Linked DNA regions of Mus musculus: region 2 is linked to region 1. A link is a contact called in public promoter capture Hi-C data. All regions are on one chromosome and are shown on one strand. Each heading gives the region's core, a stretch centred on a gene start, on an enhancer-like site or on the middle of the called end of the contact. The rest is flanking DNA. Distances are from core to core; before and after follow the strand shown. Region 1 holds the start of Arl6 (ADP-ribosylation factor-like 6). Region 2 overlaps Epha6 (Eph receptor A6).

Region 1 (5,499 bases), core at 206-2,705:
CTGAGGCTCTCAAGCACCTGTAACTCCAATTCCAGGGCTGGTCACACATTCTGGATTCAACAGGTACTACACAACATGAACAATTATTACATAGAGAGGTGGGGGGAGAGGAGAGAGAACATGGTATAAAGTTGATACTGACGTAAACTATGCCTTAAAGGATAAAAAAAAAGAAAAAAGAAAAGAAAACCCAGCATATTCGCTAGATTAGGAACAAAATATACCTTCAGCTTAAAAAGTCTTACTGTATGTATTGTATAACGCTGGCAAAATTGATAGCTAAAGTAAACTTGGCTAAAATGAAACAACTCCTGTTCTTGAATCAAGAACACTTAGGTGTCTGAGCTGCTTTCTGAGAAGAATCAGCTTTCCAAAGGATTAGGTGGTTACCAGAAAAGCACTGAAGATTTAACATGTTATCCACATGTTAAGACCTTAGCGTTAAGCTGCAGAGAAAGATGAGATGAGACAGAGAAAAACGCCAGAAATGCTACTTTAAACATGATAGTAGTGTGGGCTGTTGAACATTCTTACTACCCCAATAAAACAATCTTATTAAGTTAGAAAATTTGATGATGAAATTTCAACCAAATTATTCATACATCATATAAAAAGGTCCGTCTTGGGCAGCGTTAAAGTCAACCAAACAAGCAAACAGCATTGGCCCAAAGCAGTTCAATACATTTTCGAAGCTCCTTGGTATACATCACATAAACTCAATTTTTTCCCCATCTCTCACAGATGAGAGATGATCTAACTCACTTAGATTCAAAAATACGGGTAATAGTTTAGAGTAATTCTAAATCGGACAGGGAGCGGGTATTCTCTGTCTACCAGGGTGGAAATGGCTGCGAACAGGTAGCGGGAACTTTTTGAACTAGTGGATCCTGCCGCCGGTTCCACAGCGCTACAGACACCGTGGAAAGGTCGTGTTCATGTTATCAAGGGTGAAGCTGATGGCGTGAAAAATCATACCCAACAGAGCTGAAAGAGAACACACAGATGATGGTGAAGAGAGAGAAAAAGCGGGGTGCGGATGGAGGTACCTGATCTTTGACGCCAATCCAAAGGCCAAGGGGCTGACAAGGACAGGAAAGGACGCACTCTTGTACCCGTTTCCGCGGTGGGATCTTCCCCGGAGCCTCAGCCTTCCTCTCTATGCCTCCGTAGGAAGGTTCCCTTGTCCCAAGCACAGCCCCTTCTACAAGTTGGGAGAAACAGCCGGTTCACCCAGGATGCGAGCATCAGTGGCTGAGCAGGCGCCCCGGCGCGCGGCGTTCCCTTGGCAACGGGAGCTTCTTCCGGTCCCAAAGCCACGCCCACCCGGGCGTCGTAGGTGTCCGCCCACAGGTTCTCCTTTCTGCGGCTGGAGAGCTCTGGGTAAAAAAATTAATGGCCTGATTCCCGCAGAGGAACTCTGTTAGCGAGAGTGTGAGCACGGAAGACACGGGGAGCCGCCACTGCATTGGGAGCCGAGTGGTAGCTCCCGTGCTGCTGGGACGCAAGGGAGCTGGAGGCGCGCGCACAGCCTGCCGGGAGGCGTGCGGGGCGGCCTTAGCTGCGCGCGCATCGCTGGTTGCTGGCCTCCGGGGTTCTGGTTAGCGCTTTTGGCCGGACTGCCATATCTGTGGGTGGCAATGTTTTGGCTTGACCGCCCTCGTCGTGGGCGGCGTGAGGCAGGGAAAGGATCTACTTAGATATGCTACTCCCATTACACAGAGCCTTTCCTAGGCTCAGCTAGGCCTGAGAGCGAGCGAGCGAGCTCTGCAGAATACAGTTGTAAGTACAGGCAGGAGAGGGAAACTGGTCAAAACCAGTCAGTATTTAAAAACAGAAACATTATTTGGCAAAGGAAGTGTGACCCTGTCCCTAGTTCTTAGCTGTCTGTTGTCCCGGATATTAACTAACACCAGACATGAGTTTGTGGATCAGAGAGTTTGATAGTTACCGTTCTTAAAATCACTTGGAGTTTATAGCAATAGAAATAATTTGTGCTAATTGAAAGTTTTTTAGATAGACACTTTCCCGCCCATTTGCATTGTTCCCAACAGACAGGCTACAGATGCAACAATTAAAGATCTACATTTTATTTTATTTATTTTTACTTTTTTTTTTTTTTTTTGACTTCAAACTAGCCATTTCCCCCATCCTACTCCTCAATGAATGACTGCATGACAAACTTGTATTTGAAAAGTTTCATCTCTTCATATCACTTGTTAGCATAAATGTGGGATGTTACTTTACTGGTTTTACCAGTTAGTATGTTCAACTACCATACTTGTTTTTCTGCCCGTTAAGGAAGCTGGCCGATTATTTGGACTTGGAGTAGGGTGAAGAAACTGAAAGGAATTCCATCAAAGAGATAGTGGTTAAGACACTGGTATATGCACTGCGGTAGAGTGCTTTTCTGGTGCCTTTCCAAATTCCTTAGTACTCCTAATGTGGAGTAAGGTCTAGTTCTGGTCTCCTGACTCTTGTAAGGCAAAAACCAGACTGAGTGAACAAAACTTCTATAGTTTGTACATCCAAAGGTAGTAACATAAATGCCCTTGTTAAAACAGAAAATGGAAATATACTATACTCTGTGGTCTAGTAAAATTACCCTTTGTGTATATTTCATCTTTGTCTTCAAAAATGTATCTAATCTAGTGGTTTTGAGGACAAAGGAAAGAAAAAAGTATGCATGTCTGACCAATAGATAGCACGTGTTCAATAGATAAGCTTCCTTCGTTGTGAATTTTTTATTACTCAAAGAAAATCAGCTCAGTTCCTGATGTGGTTGTCCTTTAACTTCTGGCCCCAAATGCAGGGGTTCCTAATTTACCAGGAACTATTAAACCGCTTCTCTTTGGCTCACTTTGACAAAACTTGGATGCTTATTTGCTTATATAATATTTTCTCTCTAGACATAGAATAGAGCTTATGTCTCTGATTTTCCCCCTTTAGGCAGATATTATCAGATTTTTTTTTTTCCTACAAAGCATTAGGAGGAAACTAAATATATAAGAACAGACCGAGCAACCATTTTTATAGTAAATTTAGATGACATTTAAAAATTATTTTTGTTGGATTTATTGACTTTTTTTATGTTTGTTTTGTCTGCTTATATGTATGTGCACCACAAGAATACTTGGTGCCTGGAGAGATCAGAAGAGGGTATCATATCTACTGAGACTGGAATCAGGGAAGATTGTGAGCCACCATGTGGGTGCTACGACTCAAACCTGACTCCTCTGCAAGAGCCACGAGTGCTCTAAACCATGGAGCCCTCTTCATCCCCAACTTAGGTGATTTTTAACAACAAAAGGTGAACAGTTTTGTTTTTTGTTTATTTAAGTGTAGTTGATCTGCTGTTTTATTGTATTAGAGATTAAAGAGTTCACATGACTCCTAAATTCTATTTAGTAATCTAGAAAATGTTGAAAAAAAATGAACCCTAAAACAGTGTAAATATTTCAGTTGTTTGGATCTGCTGTTTTGATGGTTGGCAGCTGTAACCTATCTTGAGTAAACCCAAAAGCAAGACGTAATTCCACTCGACTTACAAAGTTAGTTTGACTCTCTTGATTTTATTGTGAGCACAACAAGCTTTTAAAACATTATGTGATTTTTCTCAAGTCTAGAATACATGTAGAAGGGTTTTAGGTTCATTTCAGAGTGGCTTGTAGCTATAGTCAGACAACTATAAAAGAGTGAGGTACATCAGATATGTTACTTCTAATCATCTCAAGATGGTGTGGATGTTTTTTCTTGTCAGCAACATAAGGAATCTGGAAAATCCCTGATTTATAATATACTGGAAATTTTGTAATGGACACTGATGGCCTGAAGATTTGTTAGCCCAGTTGATGTTGCCTGTGTGCTGATTACGTATCTGTAAAAACTACCTCTGTAATACGTAATTCCATTCACCCAAATCTCACTAAACATTTGCCAGTATAAAATCACTACAAAAATATGTATCCATTAATTATAGTGATTTCTGTGAATTTATGCCTAGACCTCAAAGTCTGTAATTATTTGGAAAAATGGCAACTATTTTTTACACTCATAATTACTAAAGTTCTAAACAGCACATAGACATACTAAAAAGTAAATTACAATAATATACTTGCATATAACAGTACAAAACATCACAAACTCAACCACCAAAACTGTAACTTTTATTTGGTAATAGATATTTTAATAAACAGGCTTTCTCCATCTTTAAGACCCTGATAATGCCTTTTAGGAAATCATAGAAAAATAAAATACAATAATTAGCAATTTGTACTTTGTACAAAAATCTCACTATGTTGCTCAGCAGGTTGTTTTGCTAAACACCATATCCTTTCAGCAACTAGATAACAAATATAATTCAGTTTACCATAAATGACCCCTCTTATTGGGAGCTGGGCATTCTATAACACTATTACCTTGTTTGCATGCCAGCACATGAACATTTACATGGAATATTATAGTAGTTTAATAAGATGAAAATAGTACCACCTTCCAATGAAACTGAAGTACTTCATTGCTATGGTTAAGTAGGTAGTAGAAGAATTGCAGTTCAAATAGCGCCATTTTGCTGCATTTATGTCTCTACCATATTGGAATTACAACTAAAATGAAAACATCAACTGTATAAGCAACCTTGGAAGAAACATGTATGCCCTAAATAGTGATATGATTCCAAACAGAAAACATGATGTGGTGCTATCCCTTCTCATTGTCACAAACAGATTCAAACCCTCTTGCAAAATAGATGGCTCTAGTACCAGCTAAATACTTGAAGAATGATAGCCTTGAGTCCGTTAACAAGGAAAGACTTTATAAGTCTTTAAATTATGGGGAAAAAAGTATTGTGGCTGCAGTTTTTGATTAGTCAAATATAATCTGTGAAGGTGATTAAATAAGTCTAGACAGATGTTATCTAGGTATTATACAGAATACACTATTTTGTACTGTTTTTTAGGATTTGTGCCACAAAGACATTTGTACTTAATATTTTGAATGCACTGAGAATGTCTACCATTTAAAATTTGAGTATTTAAATATTTAAATTATTTAAGCAAATAGGAATTTACATGTATACTTACATATTTATATTTTAGGTTGTGCTAGAATAGCAAAAATATGGAGACCAATCTTATCCCATTAGTCACAATCTAATTTCACATAAAGCCCAAAGAAGAAAGATGCATCTTTAAAGTCCCACACATCAGATACAGTGTATCCAGAAATGAAGCACCCAGCACTGTTCGTTTGTTTTTAATCCTTTTCCTTAAGTCAAGAGGGACAGAGAACAAAACACCCTCACATCACCCATCGACTTGGTCTAAATGACAACATATTTTACAGTGTCTTCTCGGTGGAAACAAAACAAAAATGTTTCTCTTAAAAGGTTAATATCTTCACCCCTATTTTTTTGCTTTTTAAAATATAGATAGGAGCTTAAGCACTTCCAAAATAGGATTTGAGAATATTGTTAGGTTAAATAAACACTGCACCTCTTTCAGA
Region 2 (5,451 bases), core at 2,724-5,223, 760 kb after region 1:
GGATATCAAAACAAAAGCCCATCAAAATTCTACAATAATGTTGAACATAATGAAAATGCTAGATAGTAACGAAAGGAAATTGGGTACTGGCAGCTTCAGTGATAATACTAGAGAGGGGTCCAGTGTGCACTAATTAAGAAGAAATGTGGAGAAAAGATCTGTACAGCACTGCAAATCTTTCTTGATTAAGAACTATTAGAAATGGGTCATCAGCAAGATATTTTATCCTAACCACATAATGGTAGTTAAGTCCACAAAGGGATGTTAATAAAAAAAAGACTCCTTAAAGTCAGCATGCCCCTGGGACAGAAGCTATTTCCCGTGCTTCTAAGAGGAACTGAGACTATAATGAAGTATTAGAAGGTTGAGTTTTGGTACATTAAACAAGCAACAGGATTTCCCTTATTTTCAGACAGGAGTTTCATTAACCTGTTAATGTTTATTCATGTCATATCCCCACAGACTTAAAATAGCTGAGGTTCTATGGAGACTAGTATACTTGATAGTCACTTGTGAGAAAATGAGTAACATTTTCTTTTTCTGTCCAATTTCATTCCTCTAATGTAAGAACTGCTGTTTAAAAATAAACGGGCACATGAATCCTTACCCTTTCTCACTCTCCCTCAAGACATCATTCTCACAACCTCTCTATTTTCCCTAGAGGATTTCAAGCTTTCTGTGTTTTGAAGAAATATAAAATTTTATGAAATAATAGTGAACATTAACAAGGTCACAGTGTTCTGTTCATCGCTCTGCGTATGCTACCACACTAAATCCTCACAAAGTCTTCCTGACATCTTCCCAGTTTTGTAATAGGTGCAGAATTTAGCTCTGACCTCAGCAGATCAGGCACTGCAGTCGCAGAGCTCATCACAGAACTCTTAGGATCACAGGTGAAGAGGAAGTGTTCTCATTAAATCAGCGTTGACCCCTGGCCTGCTTTTACTGTTTTGCGAAATAATTGTCACTCCGTAGTTGATTCCAGAAGGCAGAACTTTCATCATTAAAATGGGTTTTGTTTTATTTTTAGGTACATTCAAAAAGGTAATATTTAGAAATACTATGAAAACAGTTAGGTCAGGAAGGTAGGGAGGGCGATTTAAAATGACCTCTGTATGGGCAAAGCTTCTGTCTACAGAATTGCTGTTTCAAAGCAGAGTAGAATGAAGTGAGTCTTGTAACTATTCTTCTTGACTTCAGTTGTTTAAAATGTTGAACTGTTATGCTTATTATTAGAATTCCTTTCCTGTGGATTACAGATAAAATAGGTCAGAATATATGTACTTATTTGAAAACTAAAGATTGAGTTTTTCGTAATGCTTTACTTTCAGTCATAAAATGGGCAATGTCCTTAATATGGAACCTAGCAAGCTACAATAAACACCTGCTAATCACCTCTTACCATCAATCCCTTTAAGTAGAAATAATATCTTGTTTTGACATTAGTATCTAAACATGAAACAATTTAAAACTTTATTAGATATTTGTGATTTGCTGCTTGAATAATACTGATATATATATTTCAAAAGCCAAGCTGTCTTCTCCAATCTCTTGCTTTATTCATATGTGGGTTTCAACAGAGTGTGAAGAGCAGATGGCACTATAGGTTCTGTGTATTTCTCTCTGGACTTTGATATGCAAATTGATGTTCTGAAAGAATGTGAAATGAACTGACCACCAAATCCCAAGAGAATCCCTTTAAAGTAAAAAGGAAAGGGGAGGGGGAGAGGAAGGAGTGGTTGAAGAGAGATTGTAAGCAGGGAGAACAATGTGCTTACACTTCCACTTGGGTTTCTTTTCCTTTTTTCTTCTTTTCTTTCTTTCTTTTTTTTTTTTTTTTTGTTTTTTTTTTTTTTTTTTTTTTTTTTGTTTGTTTGTTTTTCAAGACAGGGTTTCTCTGTGTAGCCCTGGCTGGCCTGGAACTCACTCTGTAGACCAAGCTGGCCTCGAACTCAGAAATCTGCCTGCCTCTACCTCCCGAGTGCTGGGATTAAAGGCGTGTGCCACCATGCCCTGCCCCACTTGGGTTTCTTGTACAATGTACTCAAATATATGATATTGTTGCCATTGCAATGTACAAAAATAAGCTGGGGACCTGATGATACAAAAGATTCATTTTGTTAATTTTACAGACTGATTCTTTACTCAGGGTGATATTTGCCTTTATGCATAATTGAATTTTATAACACTTCAGCAAGAAAATATTTTCTTACTTGAATTTTTTATATATATAAATGGGCATAAATGGAAATTAGCTTTAAAAGGAACACCATAAAGGTGGTAAAAATAATCCCAAGGATTTACTTCTTAAGTTTGTATAATATAAATTTTAGAAATGTATTTTTTGACAATAGATTTCAGTCTTACTAACCTTTGCTATATCCAACCTTTTACCAAGTGAATACATCATAGTAAAATTAGAATATGCAGAACATATTAGAAAAGGAAAATTAGAAACATAGAAAGAGAATGGATTACTAGCAATATTAATAGAATTCAGAGTCGTAAAAGTTCTTATATAGAGGAAATTATTTATTGGAAAATAGGTGTAAAGACAAGACAAAAATCCAGAATATTTAAAGCATTCAATATATAAACTGCCAAAAGTTTTAAAAGAATATTTGTTAATCTCTTTGACATAATTTTGTCTCAAAATGCTTAAGCATAGGAATGACTAATTACTAGTGAAATAAAAATAGAAAAAATAGAAAATGATTTAATATAAAATACATACAGTGAGATATATACTATAATTAACATATACTGCAAATGCTCATAGAAATGACTGTCAGATGAGATTTTTATTCATAGTCTAGCATTGTCAATGAAGATGAAAGTTAATCATTATATACATTTACACAGTTGTATCACAAATTTTCACAGGAAATGATGAATCATGCTCAGAGACCCTTTGAACCTACTTGTTTAAGCATGGAAGGCATGCCCTTTGGGTGAAGTGAGGTCTGCTCAAGAAATTTCTCATACATTTGGAGCTCTATAAAAAAAACCAAAACTCTTATTATTTAAACCCCAACATTCTAGCAAAGGCTTATGGGTTAAAGGTTCGATCACCTGTGTGTGTTGCAATCATAATTTTTGGAAGCAAGGTAGAAAGTCTAGCTATTGCAGGTATGCCTCATAAGGAGCTGCTGGGGCTGGGGGTCCTGAGCCTATTCTCATTCTCTCTCTCTCTCTCTCTCTCTCTCTCTCTCTCTCTCTCTCTCTCTCTCTCTCTCCCTCCCTCCCTCCCTCTCTCCCTCTCTCCCTCCCTCCCTCCCTCCCCATCTCCCTTCCTCTCTGCTTCTTGACTATTATGAGTTGGAAGTACTACTGCTGCATTGTGCCTTGAGCAGTAAGGTCCAGAAACCTCTGAAATTGATAGTTAAATCTCTCATTCTTAGTGGATTATTACCTCTCATATGTTTGCACAGCACTGAAAAGCTAACAAATATCATGTTCCCTCCAATTTGATAAGCCAGTTCTATTTTCTTTCACAGTAATATTGGAAGCCATTGGCGTTACAGCAATGTTCAAAAACAAAAATAGAGAAGTGTGTACTATCTTGCTATGATTGGATAAAGCAAAGTTGTGAACTACTCTCTAGGTGGATGGATTTGAAAAAGGCTTCGAGCCTATAGTGACTTGCTTATACACAAGGAAGAGGTACCCTCGTGGCAGCCTTCAGTGGGCTTTAATGAATAAGTCATGGGATATGTGAAGCTGAATTTTGCTTGATCTTTTTTCCTAGTGATCCATGAGCTGGGTTACCTCTTACTCCCCAAGGAATTGTTTCACACTACATAGGAAACATGGGCACTGCCAGGCCAAAGTAACAGTGACATTTTGAAATGAGTGTCACAGGAGAAACAGAAATCAGCAACAAAAAATTCCACAGCCTCACTGAGTCAGGTCAGAAGTTATTTGATACTCTAGTCACGTCATGCCCTTGCCAGATGGAGCTGGCTTCTAGACGTGGGAGTGAGAAATATCTGGAAGTCCACCCACACCTTAATACTTCCAATGCTATGAGCGCTGTCATCACAGATGGTAAATGTAGAAAATGGTTTGGATAAAATTTATGATTGACATTTTCAAATAAATGAGGGAAAGAATAAACTAATAACCCAAGCAGCTATAAAAGTTCTGGCATATATCCAAGAAAAAGTCAAGAAGATGCCACCTGGTAAGAAAAGGAACTTGGAAATTTCATTATAACATAGCTAGAGGCATTGACTAAAAAAAAAAAAAAAAAAAAACAAAAAAAACCTAAAATGATTTACTAAAATAGTGATATATTATAACTCCTTTAAAAATTAGTTATTCCATTTGGTGGTGTACATGGAAAAACACTTTTATGTTATTCTGGATACCACATGAATCACACAACTCATGTATCTTCCCTCAAGGGTTTGGTGTTTTAAATGGAATTCCTGAGGTGTGAATGAGTGGGGTCTCGGCATACAAGAGACAGAATTTTAAACCCAGTTTGTGTTATATAGTTTGCTGTGTTATACAACCTATTTAGACATTTTATTAAAAATGAAATGAAAAGTCTAGATATGTTATATGCCAAACCCAAAAATGATTATACCCAGTCAATTGAAGAAAAAACATTCACTCACAGATATGCTCTAAGTACCTCACATATGCCAAGCAAAATTCTATGCATAATGAGCTTAATAGTGAATAAACAAAGCTAGGAATGTTCTTGCTCCTGTATAATTATGCTACTCTTGGAATAGAGTGTACATAACGAAGAGTCTGAAACAAATGCTGGTAAAATTAACCTGAATAATGAAAGTCTACGAGTCCATGAGTCAGGGTGGCAAGGAAGTAAGGAAGATGTTAACACACTGACACTGAGCGTAGAAAAACATAGGTTGAAATTCTAATCCATCATGTGAATGTATTTAGAAGCTTTAAGGAGGGCTTTAGGGTTAAATGAGGTAATAAGAATAGAGCATGACAGTCAGGAAATACTGATAGTCTTACAGAAAGAAACAAAGCCATTACAATTGTGACTGAGTGTACACAAAGAAAATATTGTGTGACAACTTCTAGAAGAAAGCCATTGACAAAACAAGATGAATCCTCATCAGGAACTAAGCCCATTGTTAGATTGATCTTAAACTCCCATCCCACAGAACCTTGAGGAAGTAGATTCATGTTCAATGTTCATTTTGTAGGATTATTATTTTTTTATTCAGACAATTTTTATTAGATATTTTCTTCATTTACAATTCAAATGCTATCCCAAAAGCCCCCTATTCTCTCCCAGTGCCCTGCTCTCCAACCCATGCACTCCCACTTCCTGGCCCTGGCATTCCCCTGTACTGGGGTATATAAAGTTTGCAAGACCTAGGGGCCTCTCTTCCCAATGTTTGTCAACTAGGCCATCTTCTGCTACATATGCAGCTAGAGACACAAGGTCAGGGGTTACTGGTTAGTTCA

Evidence for each region. Promoter capture Hi-C pulls out the DNA fragments that hold promoters and counts their contacts.
Region 2: a contact with region 1 is called in a promoter capture Hi-C map of hippocampal neurons, with 4 times the contacts expected there. The contact joins the enhancer-like site here to the promoter of Arl6 in region 1. A contact is called at or near these places in 3 of 39 promoter capture datasets (cranial neural crest, hippocampal neurons and liver) and 1 of 115 datasets of contacts at active chromatin or transcription factors (large pre-B cells).

The regions. Positions count from the first base shown.
Region 1 is chr16:59,637,884-59,643,382 of GRCm38.p6, forward strand. Arl6 (ADP-ribosylation factor-like 6) reads right to left here and starts at 1,456. Exons shown (of 8, transcript NM_019665.3): 1 at 1,047-1,456. The region is part of intron 1 of 4930547E14Rik (RIKEN cDNA 4930547E14 gene); the gene reads left to right. It also overlaps a transcript of Epha6 not described here.
Region 2 is chr16:60,391,533-60,396,983 of GRCm38.p6, forward strand. All of the region lies in intron 3 of Epha6 (Eph receptor A6), which reads right to left. Among named protein-coding and RNA genes, the nearest start is that of Epha6, 210 kb to the right of the region's middle. Within about 2 kb of position 3,974, at least 9 of the 459 cell types and tissues checked have an H3K27ac peak or open chromatin away from gene starts, as enhancers often do. A contact at or near this core is called in hippocampal neurons, where this site is marked.